Linked DNA regions of Anser cygnoides: region 1 is linked to region 2. Evidence: chromatin contacts called from public Hi-C data. All regions are on one chromosome and are shown on one strand. The core of a region is the stretch at or near the end of the contact, and the rest is flanking DNA. Distances in the headings are between cores, read along the strand shown. Region 1 holds the start of RPP30 (ribonuclease P/MRP subunit p30). Region 2 holds the start of HECTD2 (HECT domain E3 ubiquitin protein ligase 2).

Evidence for each region. A called contact is a pair of places that touch in the nucleus more often than the background predicts.
Region 1: a contact with region 2 is called in a Hi-C map of liver, with 2.9 times the contacts expected there. The contact joins the promoter of RPP30 here to the promoter of HECTD2 in region 2. A contact is called at or near these places in 3 of 7 Hi-C or Micro-C datasets (granulosa cells and liver).

What each region holds. Positions count from the first base shown.
Region 1 is chr7:17,817,438-17,824,680 of Taihu_goose_T2T_genome, reverse strand. It overlaps RPP30 (ribonuclease P/MRP subunit p30), which reads left to right and starts at 5,529. Exons shown (of 11, transcript XM_048069301.2): 1 at 5,529-5,682. The coding sequence starts at 5,601.
Region 2 is chr7:17,628,958-17,636,381 of Taihu_goose_T2T_genome, reverse strand. HECTD2 (HECT domain E3 ubiquitin protein ligase 2) reads left to right here and starts at 4,393. Exons shown (of 23, transcript XM_048069026.2): 1 at 4,393-4,766; 2 at 4,769-4,939. The coding sequence starts at 4,695.

The sequences.
Region 1 (7,243 bases), core at 4,280-6,779, 190 kb before region 2:
TTCTTTTTTTTTTTTTTTTTTTTTGTACTTTTATAGAGAAAATGCAAAAGCTTGGCAAGATGAAGCAGCTGATACGTCTCTAAAATCTTTTCCTTGAATGCGTTTCACTGGGACACACCTGGAAAAATATTCCAGTTTCCAGGGCTGGGCTCAGTCTGGTGAGGTGCTTTTCCTGGGAGTTTCAGAGGCTTTCATATCCCCAGAGCCGGTGAAAGCACAGAACATATATCATTGCATGGGACTACATCTATTCTATGCATTGAAAAGCGATCACACATGAAGTTAGGGGTTGATCCTTACAAGTGAACATCCCACTTTTGTCTTCAGTGACCCTATTTACAAATTCTGATTGCTGTTCCAGACAGCACGCGGAAATTAAACCTATGATTGGCTGATTGGGTGTCAAGAATAACAAGTTGACATTTGTGATACCCCTCTTCCACCCCATGATAAAACCTTTTCACCTGACATTGGGCTTCAAAAAATATCATCGAATCAGTTTCATGGCTGAGCTTCCTAACATCCTGTCCTTTAAGTAATTTATGCTCTCTATCTATAAAAGCCTCTTCATATATCTGTGTACCTCTGACTGACTATGGCCCTTGTCCCTCATTGTTCATGCCCCTATTGAAGTTAAATTATTTTGGTCACACCTGCTAATATACTTTATTGCATATCTCATCTTTGAGATTTCATTCTTGTTATGTAGAAATGTTCCAAATTTAAAGAAAAAAAAAAGGCAAGGAAAGCTTTTTCTTTTTTTTTTTTTTCCCACAAATAATAATCGACTTTTTTTTTTTTTCTCCTTCAGAGATATTGTTAATCACAGAACATCTTCAGAATTTGTGTTCATATTAAGTATAAAATATATCAGTGGGTTTTGGTATCAATTCTTTGCCTCCGTGTTAGCAAGGTAAAGTAAGATAGACGTGGTCAAAGGAAGAAAGAAAACATAATGTCACCAGCACATGTTGATTTGGTATGTCCATTCTGTTTCTATTAAAATGTCTGTGTTGAAAGAACTTGCACTAAATCCTGGATGCTTCATCCCTTTCCTGAGGACTTAATTCTTGCAGAGTCCATTGAAACAGAAGGTTTTTGCTAACTTGCAGCCCTCTGACTGAAATGGGTCCAGGACTGCAGCATGAGGAACTTCACCAGCAGAAGGAAAACCACTGACAGCCCAGCACGGTAACTCTCTTTACCCTCCACAGCCATGTCTGGAAAACAAGAGCTGTGCTTATCTTAACACAAAATCTTAAAGATGCTGCTACATTTTCATTCTTAAACGATTTAATTTTGGATACATAGCAAGAAGGTACCACAACATGAGTATGAAATCTTCCAAGGTCCCTTCCAATCCCTAACATTCTGTGGTTCTGTGAAATGTAATAAACAGGAAAATTTTCTTGCTATGTTTCCTTTCTTTATCATCTCCTTTTTTGTCATTCCTTGCCTGAGCTAGTCTATATTCATAAGCTGTTGTTTTCATTTATCTCTTGTAAATTTTTTTCTTTCGTTTTCATCTTCTTTTCTTGGAAACCAATATAAGTGTGGTGAGGACCTGCTGTTGGGAATAATAAATAAAGTATAGGTATATGTTTCTTCTGCCTTGGGGAAATATGTTGTCAAAATATTTAGAATATTTTATCACAGACTGGGTAGAATTCCATGGACAAATATTATTGAAACCTTGATTTTTATTCCCAGAATGTAGTTTAGCAAATAACACTCTTGTCCAACTTCTAGCAAAGATGTTGCAGCTGCAGTTTCTTTTCTGTCCTTTCTTGCCTTTGTGAAAATAAATCATCACCACTCTGTGGCAGTAAAACAGAGAGGTAACCGTTCACATCCTTGGTGTTTCTTATCTTTGTCAAAATAAATACTCACATCTGTGCAAGTTAAATAAATGTGAAATGATGTCTTCCTTTTTTGGAACCAGCAAATACCGAAGAAAAGCAAGCTGTCATCTGAAAAGAAAACAAACAATTAAGATGAAATTTATACTAGAAGTTCTTTATCATGCAGAAAAACAGAGTTCTCATCCCTGAAAATTCATTCTGCAGCTTTATGAAGGAAACTGTTAAGGTTATGATAAAAGTGATCCTGACATTTATGTTACTGAGTTGCCGAGATAGGTGATACCAAACAATATCTTCAGCTTCCTAAAGGTGCTAAATGCAGAACTAAACAATAAATAAATAAATAAACAAGCAAAAATCTGTCAGCCACTACCCTGGGCTGCCCATAGAAAACACGTTAGAAGAATTGTTAGAGGAACTGCATAAAAAAATACCTGGAAGGACTTCACTGAGATCTAAATATAGTGAGAAAAAAATATCTAGAGGGAGAAAATTTGGCTCTACTAGGAGGACTTCAGGCCACAGATAAAACAAAGCATATTAGAGGCTTGTGACTTAATAGTCAGAACCATAAAGATGTTTTAAGTAGATCACCAGGGCTGGCCTGAACAAAAATAGTAATATCGGAGTAATTAATGTAGGAAATAAGGTTGCACACTGGTCTGTGAAAATGATTTGTGATATGTGATGCTGAAAGTGCTTCATACTCAGACTCTTACGCCATCACAGCTAATAGTGTTCTGCAGGATTCATGAAGATCCATTTAAATGTTCTCCATTTTCAGTGCCTCAAGGAAAGGTTTGTTTATCTTGTATATTGCCAAACACAAAAGCTGCTTAATCTTGTTCAATGTCTCTTAGTACAAGTCCAATAGGGCCATTCAGAAATAATTGATATGTTTATGGATTTCTTCTTACAGACAAATTAAGACAAAACAAGTTACAGCATACATAGTTAAAGAAAATCTGAAATAATACTTGAAGCTCTTCTATGTTCACACACTTCACAGAAAGGCCTTGAGAATACCATTCAGGCTACGCTAATTGTTCAGATGACTGGCAGAGAAGCAGTTCTGGCTGATCTAATAAACAAACACCTTACAGGCTCAGATAGGCCAAAACAGAGCTCCTTTGCTGAAATATCTTGACCTCTACAATTGTCAATAACAAAAGGCTGCCATACCTGTGGCAACAGCAAAGACTGTCTATCAGTCTGTTTTTTCCCCTTTCACAGAGATGTGACAGGCTGTTGGCTACTGTCCCCCAAAGCCACCCTGAGCTCCCAGCCTGGTCTCCACAGCCACAGGTGGCTTCTGTTAACGCCATCCCAGGTCTTTGTAACTCATTAGACCACAAGGCCAGAAACGTGCCGATCGCATACTGTTTTTTCCTGGTGATCCGTTGCAAAACGTGTGATCAGCGGTGATGGTCATTCAGAGAGCTCCCGGATGACTGGAGACTTGCTAATGTGACACCCATCTATAAGAAGGGTTGTAAGGAGGACCTGGGGAACTATAGGTCTGTCAGCCTGACCTTGGTGCCAGGAAAGGTGATGAAACAGGTCATCTTGAAAGCAATCATGCAGCATATGCGGGACAACCAGGGGATCTGGCCCAGCCAGCATTGGTTCATGAAAGGCAAGTCCTGCCTGACCAACCTCATCTCCTTGTATGACCGGGTGACCCGCCTGGCGGATGAGGGAAAGGCTGTTGACGTAGTCTACCTAGACTTCAGCAAGGCCTTTGACACATTCTCCCATAGTACTCTCCTGGAGAAGCTGGCAGCCCATGGCTTGGACAGGTACATTCCTGGCTGGGGTAAAAACTGGCTGGACAGCCGGGCCCGGAGCGTGGTGGTGAATGGAGTGAAATTCAGCTGGCGACTGGTCACCAGTGGTGTTCCCCAAGGGTCAGTGTTGGGGCCCATCCTCTTTAATATCTTTATTGATGATTTGGATGAGGGAATTGATTGCACCCTCAGTAAGTTTGCAGGCAACACCAAGTTGGGGAGAAGTGTTGATCTGCCAGAGGATAGGAAGGCTCTGCAGAGGGACCTGGACAGGTTGGATCAATGGGCAGAGGCCAATGGGATGATGTTCAACATGGCAAAGTGCCGGGTCCTGTAGTTTGGCCACAATAACCCCGTGCAGCGCTACAGGCTTGGGGGAGAGTGGATCGAAAGCTGTGCAGAGGAAAACGATCTGGGGGTGCTGATTGATGCTCGCCTGAACACGAGCCAGCAGTGTGCCCAGGTGGCCAAGAAGGCCAATGGCATCCTGGCTTGTATCAGGAATAGTGTAGCCAGCAGGACCAGGGAGGTGATCGTCACCCTGTATTCTGCTCTGGTGAGGCTGCTCCTCAAGTACTGTGTTCAGCTGTGGGCCCCTCACTACAAAAAGGATATTGAGGCCCTGGAACTTGCCCAGAGAAGAGCTACAAAGCTGGTGAAGGGCCTGGAGCACAAGTCCTGTGAGGAGTGGCTGAGGGAACTGGGGTCATTTAGTCTGGAGAAGAGAAGGCTCAGGGGAAACCTTATTGCTCTCTACAGCTACCTGAAAGGAAGCTGTGGGGAGCTGGGAGTCAATCTCTTCTCGCAGTGACAGGACTAGTGATAGGACTAGAGGGAATGGCCTCAAGCTGAGCCAGGGGAGGTTTAGGTTGGAAATTAGGAGACATTTCTTCTCAGAAAGATTAGTCAGCCATTGGAACGGGTTGCCCAGGGAAGTGGTGGCATCAGCGTCCCTGGGGGTGTTCAAGGAAAGGTTGGACCTGTTGCTTAGGGACATGGTTTAGTGTGTGACATTGGTGGTAGGGTGATGGTTGGACCAGATGATCTTGGAGGTCTTTTCCAACCTTAATGATTCTATGATGATCTCTTTGGCACAAACGAGTCACAAATCTCAAGGCATAATGGGTCCAAGCTCTACCAAGGCGTGGCAACATACCCAGGAGCAGTCAGCACTGCCACCTTGGCCCCGGTGAGGAGCAGTTTTGCCTGGTTAAGTGTTCAGAGTTCCAGATACCCCACAGACTTTTCTTCATGAATTATCCCAGTCTGAAGAAAGAGGAAGCAAAAGATTTGCAAGGGCCTGCAATACTACCTCAAAACTGGGAACAAATTGCAGACACTGTCTTCAGCAGCTGCTGTTGTAAGTCCCCAACACAAACAAACCAAAACAGTGGTAGTTACCACCCCTATTTCGCATACGCTGTGTTGATTATCAGCAGCAAAATGAGATTTGTGGGTTTTGCAACAGCGCTACGTAGTCGATGTGTGCACGTTCTGTGGTCTATTGTAATTCCTGAGTGCTTTGGCATTTTGGGGAATATCTCTTGCATGGCAGCCTGGGTCTTTATTTCACAATTTTTTAACATGGGAAAAAAAGGCCTTGAAATAACTAGAAAGGACTCTTATACAAATAAGCAGTGGTCGGCTGAGGCCCCATGAATTTGGGTCGGTGATGCTTCAGTCGAGCAGGACCGCGGCTCCACCTGGTGGGCACGACACCGGCCCCTGAGGGCGCTGGGCCCGAGCGAGCTCGGCTGCTCCTGCTCCCAGCCCCCGGCACGTTGCACAGGGGCCACGGGGCCATGCCTCGTCCCCTCCTCAGCCCTGTCTGTGGGGCTGGGGCCTGCCCCGCCCGCCACGGGGCCTCCTCCACAGCTCCCCGCCCGGCCACCAGGGCGGGACTACAAGCCCCAGGGTGCCCCGGGCCGGGCGGGGCGGTGCTGCGCGCAGCATGGCCGGGTTCGCCGACCTGAACGTGCCGCAGGGCCCGGACAAGAAGGGGCTGCAGAGCCTGCTGGAGGCTGCGGCTCGCCGTGAGTCCGGGAGCGGGGCAGCGGCCGGCCCTGCGCCGGGCCGAGCCGGGCTGGAGGGGCTGGGGCAGTGCGGCGGTTCGGGCCGGCCGGGGGTGGAGGATGCCGGCCTCTCCCTGCTGTGCTGGGTTGGTGTTAGCAGCAGAAGTGTGAATCCTGGCAGAGCTGGGCTGGAGGGGAGCCGAAGGCACCCTGCACAGGGCTTTCCCTGCGCTTGGGAGGCCGGGCAGTGCCTGCTGTGCCTGATGCGTCACTGTCCTGCAAGGATTTTAGGGCCCCCAGTTGCTCCACAGCCTCTGTAGGCAGCTTGTTCCAGAGCTACTGGTCTTGCTCAGCATGGTTTTTATAGTTTCTTCGTGTCTTGGCCCCTTAAAGGCAGCCTTTCCCTTTATGTCATCTTTGTATTTGTTCAAATGTGAGTATGTTTCTGTGCACAATGTATCTTCCAGTCTGCTGCTGTTGAAAACTGCAGTCTTCCTCCTTCTGCTAGCCTGTGTCCGCAGCCGTGCTTCCCGTGCCTCACACCTGGCAGTTCCTAGGTCAGCCCTGTGATGGAGCAGGAGAAAAGCTGCCTGAGGCATCCGTGCCCCAGCATGGCTTGGCCTCCTGGTGCACAGCCTGTGGGTCTGCCCTAAGGGGGGCTGGTCCTGGCCGGGAGAGCAGCAGAATATAAGCTGCAAGAAGGTTTGTGTAAGTGCAGCAGGAATCTCTGTCCTTAGTTTCCCTTTCTTTTGGCCTAAACCTCCATTCAGAGTTTCCTCACAGGTCTGCATTTTCATATTTCATTCATTGTCGTTGCTCCTCCCCCTACTCTGCTTGACCTGCAGTTTTCTGCAAGTGAAGTGACCGAGACTGAGGTCTTCTCAGTGCTGAGCACCATGGAAAAATGGTGCTGTGTCTTGCAGTCTGTATCTCAGCCTGTCTATCCCATTGTATATATTTTTTTTCCCAACTTGGGGACTCATTTTCCGCTTGTAATTTCTTAAGACCCTAGGTCTTTTTTTTTTTTTCCTGAAGAATTGTTTTACAACCAGTTGCTTCCTGTAGAGTGTTTGTGGGTGATTTGTCTTTGTCAAATGTACAATCTTTCTCTAATCCCTGTTGAATGAGAACTTTTTGTCAGTTTGTCAACATTGTTTTGAATTCTAACTTTGCCTTCTAATATAACTCTACCTTTCATACCTTTGTGTTGTCTGCAGTTTTAACAAGTATGCTGAATGTCGTTAACCATTTTTCCTAAAGAAAGTCATTAATAGGACCAAGCTAGGGCAAAATGTTTGGGACCCCCAGCTTGGCAAGAAGTCATTGATATCTGCTGTTAATTTTCAACCAGTTTCTTCCTGACCTTACAGTAGCTTCATCTAGAATGTATTTTCCGAATGACTCTTAGCCTGTCCAATTCACTTGCAAGCCCAGCGTAACACTTAACTGTTCATCTCCTGTATGTGCTCCGGTGCTGGCCATGCCAACAAACTGTGCTCAAGCAATCATTTGTGTTCATAAAGCTCTGCCATCCAGTGAGTGTAGTCATGACTGGGGTGTATTAAAATAAATTTTTGTACTT
Region 2 (7,424 bases), core at 3,144-5,643:
TGTGTACTAGGCAAGCACAAGAAGGATGTATCCCGTCGGATGATGCATCTTCAACCAAAACTTTACCATTTACAAAAGAGAAAGGTATAACTGAGTATCTGATGAGTCAAAACAACACCTCAGTAATTTGCATTAAGTGCCTCAGATGAATTAGCTGAGGAGGTCTCTGCACCACTTTCCTAAATGTTTGTAAACTCTTTAAAAAAATTCTGAACAGAGGAGAATAGACAAAAGGTAAGCGAGACCTTAGATCAGTACATCTAATGTTCATCGTAGGGGAAATTATGCAGACTTAGCTGGAGAGAGCTTGAGTGCACCTTGTGCACGTGCCCCTGGAAAAGAGGGAGCTTTTCTGCCTTACAGGTAAAGGCACCTGATCCAGGGATGAAAAGGTAGACTAAGACAAGCTCAAGCTTGACATAAATTCCTCTTCCCAGCAAGAATACTAACCATGAATCGACTAGCTTGTCAACAATGGCAGATGGATTTACAATCATTTGGATTCCGTAGGACAAAATTTCAAAAATTTACGCCTTAGTCCAACTTCAAGGGAAAAGGACAGCTGCCAACAAGGGAGGTCAGGCAAGACTGGGATCATCCTTATGAACCCTGAGGATGTCTTGGACCAGGTATGACTTGTGGGCAGACATGGACTTCCATCTTCCCTAGAAGGTGATGTGGGCAGGTGGCATGGGAGGGTAGAGCAGCTCGGGAGTTCAGAAGTCGTGTGGTCTCTGATTTTGACATGATTCACATGGCACGTATGGTGAGGCCTCCAACTGAGTCGGCAGAGTAACGGGTGGGTTTCAGTGGCATCCTGCCTGAGTTCTGTTAAAAGGTCACTGAAAAAGATGCTTTTTTGTAAAACATTTCTATTTCAATGAATCAGGTCTTTCTGTTGAAACTGAAATGTTTTGCCGAAAACCTGTTGTGTTGGAAAACTCCCAACCATTTATCTCTCTCCTACTCCCATAGAGAGGAAATGGGTTGTCTCCAGCTTTTGCTTCCCCTTTCAATGTTTCAGCCATCCTGTGCTTCCCCTTGCGCCCACTCAGGGTCCATCTCATAAAGCACACATCTGCTGAAGGTCCAAATATTTTTGTACTAGGAAGTGTGTAAGATATTCAGAGTATGATAAGGAAGAAAAAGTACTGCTCAATAAGAAAGAAAGACAGAATAGCTGTGTGACAAGAGTGTATCAGCAACCAAACAAAAATTCAGCCTATCTTTTCTAAAGGACAAAGGCCACTTCAATTCCTGACATGTCAGCTATGTCGGCTTGCATCAAGGATCTCTGACATTCCTGCAAACACTAGTAAAGCATTTGAGGGCCAGCCAAAACTAGACAAGCCCTGCACCCCCCCCCCCCGTTAATTATTATAATCATTAATTATTATAATTATCATTAATCATTAATAATAATAACCACTAAGGGCTAAAACCACCCCTACTGTTCCTGTGTTAAACCAGGGCTGAATTTGGCTATGGTTGCATTCTGACTTCTAACTGCAGAGGAACATGTGACCAGGTACACTCAATTATTTGTCATGAAAATACTAGCCAGGAAATTAAGCCTTTTGTGTGTGTGCGCGCATCATTCCCAAATGCCAGTCTCTGCGAGTGTATCTATTACTTGTAAGCATTTACTAATCGTTTGTGAACAAATGTTAGCAGTTAGTTAGTTTCCATCTGTCATTCCTGTGCCGGTCTGTGCCTGGCCACGTCATTGTGCAGAGATGTGCAGTTGACTTTTTCCCCTTCCTGACGACTCAAACTCTTTGGATAGAAGGAATATGTTTGTGAATAATTCTAAAATAAATTGTCAAGGTCTCCTCCTGCTTGATCGGACCAGCACCCTGCTAAGGTTGGACTGTTTTCCCTTAAGTACAAGAAAATATGTTCAGGGACATGTACAGCCATAGTCACTCAGGGGTGTTACTGTGCTTTATGTACGCTTATCTGAGCCAGCAGCGGGGCATGCCAGCGTGGGGTCCAGTGCAGGCTGCAAAACTCATCCAGGAACCAGTGTGAATGTGTAGGCCCAGCAGAATGTACTTGGCATGAGGAACAGCTTGTGATTGAACCTTACTGTTTCCTGACTCCCCCCAAAATAATGTGAAGTAGCTGGCAACATGTGATTTAAGACTTTTAAGTTGCTCAAAGTGATTAAAAGAATCAAGGAAAGGGTCCTTGTAAGGATAAAGGAGGGAACACAGTAATATTGCCTGTTAGAAGACAGGCAATCTTTATCCTTTTTTCTCAATGCTCCATTGCCCACTACCCTTGTTTATCACTTTGGCAATGAATGATTGCATGGTTACATGCATTGCCTCATTACACACAGCACTGCTGCAACCATCTAGCATCCATCCATACTAGCAAATTTAAAGCCAGTTTAGATGTGCCTTTCCCAGCACATTTTCCCAGATGGTTACATCTTTGACTGTGTTGTAGATGTATGAATAATATTGAAATACTTTTAGTTACAAACCCTAGGCAATAGATGTATGCTACCTTTATTAGAAGTAGGAAAATGCATTTATTTCTCCTTCAGTATAAGGTCCTTTTACTCTTTTACAAAAATAGGAACAAAAATTTTTAACAGATTTATGCCAATTTTCCTAATTGTCCTGGGTCAAAATATTCCCCTGAATTAGTTTAGTTCAACAGAGCACTTTGTTTTAATGTAGAACAGGTTCGATATTTCTATGGACAGCAAAAAATTGATGTCTTGCTCTGGTGTTGCATTAGCTTTTTGTGAAATAATCTTGCTAAAATGCTATTTCAGTATTTTTGAAGCTATCAAAAAAAGACCCTTATAGCTCAATAGAAATGAAAAAAAAAAAAAAAAAGAGGCATTATGAAATCATTTGTGTACTTTCTATTTCCCTCTGCTTCTTTCTCTCTGCAGGCTTAAGGAAACAGACCCTTCCATGTTTCCAATTGGCATAGCTCCACAGAACCGCTTTGCCAATTACTTCCAGTTGCGGATTACCACTTAGTGTATAGCTGCTTGTACTGAAGTTGTTGCAATTACTATCATTATGTTATTTCTCAGCAAGGAAAAGAAAAAGATGAGTGAGTTTTGGGGGGCTTTGTTTAACTGCAGTGAGCCACTTACTTATGCCAACCACTGAGAGCAACTTGGAGGCAAGCACAGTGAGAAGTGAACTTCTTGGAAAAAACAGCTTTCAAATTTAACTTGGTAGGGAGACAAAGGGATTTCTTAATGAAACCTAACAAACTTTAGGTCTGCCAGTTCCTTCAGAAATGGAAAGCATTTTTCAATGTGTTAGATTACCACTGCAGTACCAATTATGCCCTTTTTTATGCATCGTACAGAGATCTTTACCACAGCTCCAACCTGCGGGAGCTACTTGTGTAATGCCAGTGCTGGGGAAAAACTATTGTGTGGTTTACCTCTATCCAAGAAACCATCTTGAAGATTTCTTGTACGTAACTACTGGTACGTAACTATTTGCACTCCTTTGACCCCTGCACTAGGAGGGGAGGTCTCTAGGCAAATTAAGAGTGCTCTGAAAGCAGCTAGCTTCAGGTGGCAGCTAGTGGTTTCAAGGACCTAAATGTTTTGTTGCTCAGTATACACAACCACGACAGCCCTCTCATGTAGGACTCCCCATAGCTTTGCTTATCAAGTCAAGTGGTAGGTCAGTACCCCTAGACATCTACACTAGATGTTGTATTACAACCAGTTCAAGACAGCATGTCTTCTAAAGATGATTTTTTATTTTTTTATTTTTTTTTTAAACAGCAAAGCTTCAGCAAGCCCAGGGTATGGCACTGAGGCTCTGAAAATGGGTCATGCCTCAGACGTCCTGAGCTTCTGCCGTTGCCGGATCCTGGCTTCGCTCTGTCTATGCCAGTGAGACACGGAGAGAATCTTTTTATACTTAGCTTCTTTATTTTCCTCATTAAAGAATGTGATTTGAAACTGTAATGACATTACCATGTGGTAACGAGGCACTGTGACAAACCCCAAACCCTGCCTGCGAGCGTAACGCACACCACCGCTGAGGTGATGAAGAGGAACCGGAGCGCCACGCTGGCACCCACCCCGATGTCCCTTATCCGTAATCGATCACTTATTACTCGTATATTTATTTACTCGCCGTCCTGCACCAGCCTCCCCAGGGAGCGAAGCCCCCTCAGGCCCGCGGCCGCAGCGCCGGGCTCGCCCCCTCACCACGGCGGCTGCGCAGAGCGCGGAGCACAGCCCCGATTCCCGTACGGCCGCCGCCCGCGCTCCCCGCCCGGCGCCTTTTCCTGCGCTACGGAGTTTCCGTAGCCGTGTCCTCCGCTGCCCCCGCGCGGCGCCCCCGGTCGCCAGGCGCGTTTCTATGAGGCGCCTATAAACAACATGGCGGCGGCCGCCCCTCGCGCTGCCCGCCGTCTGTAGGTGGCGCGGCGGCTGAGCGGGGCGCGGGGGCAGCGGGGGACGGCGCCGCCGGCCGCCTCCGCACCGCTCCGTCCCGCACGGTCCCACCCCGCTCCTCGCCGGGCCGCGGCGGGGGCGGCCGGGCCGCGCTCCGCCCCGCCGTGCGGGGGTGTCTGGGCGCCCGGGAGCAGCCCCGCTGCTGCGCGAGCGGAGCGGAGCGGAGCTCCTCGGAGCGGCTGCTGGCCCGAGGGGACGGGCTCCGGGAGCCGGCGAGGGGACAGGAGCCGGGAGCGGGGCCATGTCGCTGCCGATCCCCCCGACGGCCACGGCTGCCGCCGACCTCCCCCCCCCGGCCCCGGCCCCGGCCCCGGCCCCGGCCCCGGCGCGGAGCTGCCGCCGGGCGCGGAGCTGGGCCAGGGCAGCGCGGCCCCGCCGGCGGCCGAGGAGGAGGAAGGCGAGGGTGAGGAAGAAGAGGAGGAGGAAGGGGAGAAGGAGAGGGAGAAGCTGCCGCCCCTCCCGGCGGCATCCAGCGCGGCGGCCGGGGTAGGTCGGGGGCTCGGCGGGCGCTTGCTCCGCGCCCCGCTCCGGGCGGGCACCGCCGGCGGCGTCCCTCGGCTGCCGAGCCCGGGGAGGCTTTCATTCAAGTTTCTTAAAAATAACGAGCGCGCCTGGAAGCGGTGACATAACGGAGCTATAAATTCTCCCTCTACTTATAGTTCTTTAACATTTTACAACGGTCTGCTCGCTCGGGTTAGTCATGGCTGAGGATTTGCAGCGCTGTCGGTGGGGGTTTGGGAGCGGGGGCTCCGGCTCCTAATGCGCGTATGGCAACAGCTAGCTGGGAGAGGCTTCTGTATTTTTAACTTTTTCTTTAAAAGTCTCTTCCGTTTTTTGCATTGTGTTGAAGCCAAGATGACAGAACAGCTCGGTAAGTGATGAATGAGTTAACGCGGGTTTAGAAAAAATAAACGTCGAGAAAGGTATTTGCCAGAGCAATTTAGTTTCAAGAAACCTCATTTGAGATCTTTAATCATACTTGAGTTATGATTTTCTTTCTGCTGATTGTACAGTATTGTGAAACATAAAATTTTCCTGGCGTAAGTCGCTTATTGTGTATAACTCAACATTAAAGCTCGCTGTAACTTATTCAGCCCAGCAATGAAGCAAACATCTTATCAACCCTATGCTAATATAGTTACGAGACTTTAGTTCAATGGTTCTGATAAGTATCAGGTTTACTAGAAATTACCAGCAGCAAATTACCATAATTTGAGTTTAAAAGATTGAGTGCTTAACGTTTTTGACTGTCATGAAATAATTGTGATGTTAAACCAAGTAATTGTAGTCAAACTGCAAACTCCTTTGAGCAGTTCTGCCAATTTGTGTTTTGGCTAAGATGTTCCAATCTTCTGAGAGGCTTTCAGCTTCCCAAATCTGTCAGAATTTGGGAGGATGTGTTTGTTCCTGTGATTCAGATAAAGATTTGGGAGAAGACAGCGATGGCCAAGTACCCGGGAGTGACTTGCACCTTTGATAAGGTGCAACCTCGGAAAGGTGCTCCATTTCAGACTTGGAATGGCAGATGCCAGTCCCTTGGGGAAGGTAAATAATGATGGGCTACAATGTGTCAGGCTTAGCTTAGGTAATGAAAAATACATGCAACTGATCAGCTATGCAGCATTTCCACTGTCCTGAAGAATCGGGAGAAGAATCTGGTTTGTGGCTGGGCATCCCACATGCTTCTCTGAACTGCTGCCTGCAGGAATTAATAAGTTGTCTGAGCTGACCTGCTACAGAGCAGCTCAGATCTGGCTATGTGTGATTGCTTGTCAAATGCATGGGGGACTTTGAACTTACGGAGATGCATGCAGATTTTAATAGTATGTTACAGAGGGAGAGCTGTGTGGAAAGATGTAATAGATCTTTCGACAGCCCTGGATTTCTCAGTGTGCACCAGAATGCTGGTTTTGGTCCAAATGTACCAAACAGGGAATGCAGATATGCTTTTGCAAGACCTTTATGAGTTGAAAGAAGGTATTGGACTGATGGTCTGCTGAGCCCTAGTGTTGACCAACCTACGCATCTAATTACAAGGTTTTCAGGAGTATGGTGTGAGATTCATCCTATACAGATGGTTTTTATTTTTTTTTTTATATTAAAACTTCTGCTTGAAAATCAGAAATGAATGTTACTGAATCAGATTCTCACGCACTTTTAAAGACAGACATTTTCTCACCTGCATCGTCATTAAACTGGAGAAAAGTTTATAATTTGATAAGGTGACTAAAGGGGGAAAATGTCTTTAAAATTTGCTTTTTTTTCCTATTAAAATTCCTTTTCTTTAAAAACAAATGCCTGATACAAATATGAAAATACTTCTGATGTTGTTAATTTGCTCGTTATCTCTGCCTATTATTTCTAAGCGTATAGCCATCATATGATGACTTACCTCGTCTCTGTGTGAAGAGCGAGCCTTATATATCCTGGTCTCAAAACATCTCCCCAGGTTGTTTGCGCAATTGACATTTTCTTCCATTGCTAGGGACCCACCATAGATTTGTGCAACATGACTGTAGCTTCCTAGAAGGCAGTATGAAGGTGTGACACATCTTTTAAACTTTCTATTCTCCACAGTAGCTGTGGAAAAGGTCAGAATTTGAGAGAGTCAATAGATAACCACAGTATACGTTATCTTATTAGGGCATGAGCATGAAAGATGTCACATCTGGAGTTTAAGCAGGCTGAAAATTGGAAGAAAGTGTTTATGTGACTACTGCTATTGCCATTTGCATCGTGGCTTTTTCTAGGCAAGGACCGTGTGGAGTTACTGAAAGAGGGTAACCTTTCTGGGTGATTTTCTTCTGCTTTCATTCCTAAGGGAAGTTGTGGAGCTAAATTACTCCCACAATAAATTAATGTGGTCCTGCAACGTGCCAAGGTTTTTCTTATGCGTGGAATGATGATTAAAAAATAATGCATAGGGGGAGGTGGTTTGGATGTCAGTATTCAGATTCTGCAAATAAATTTG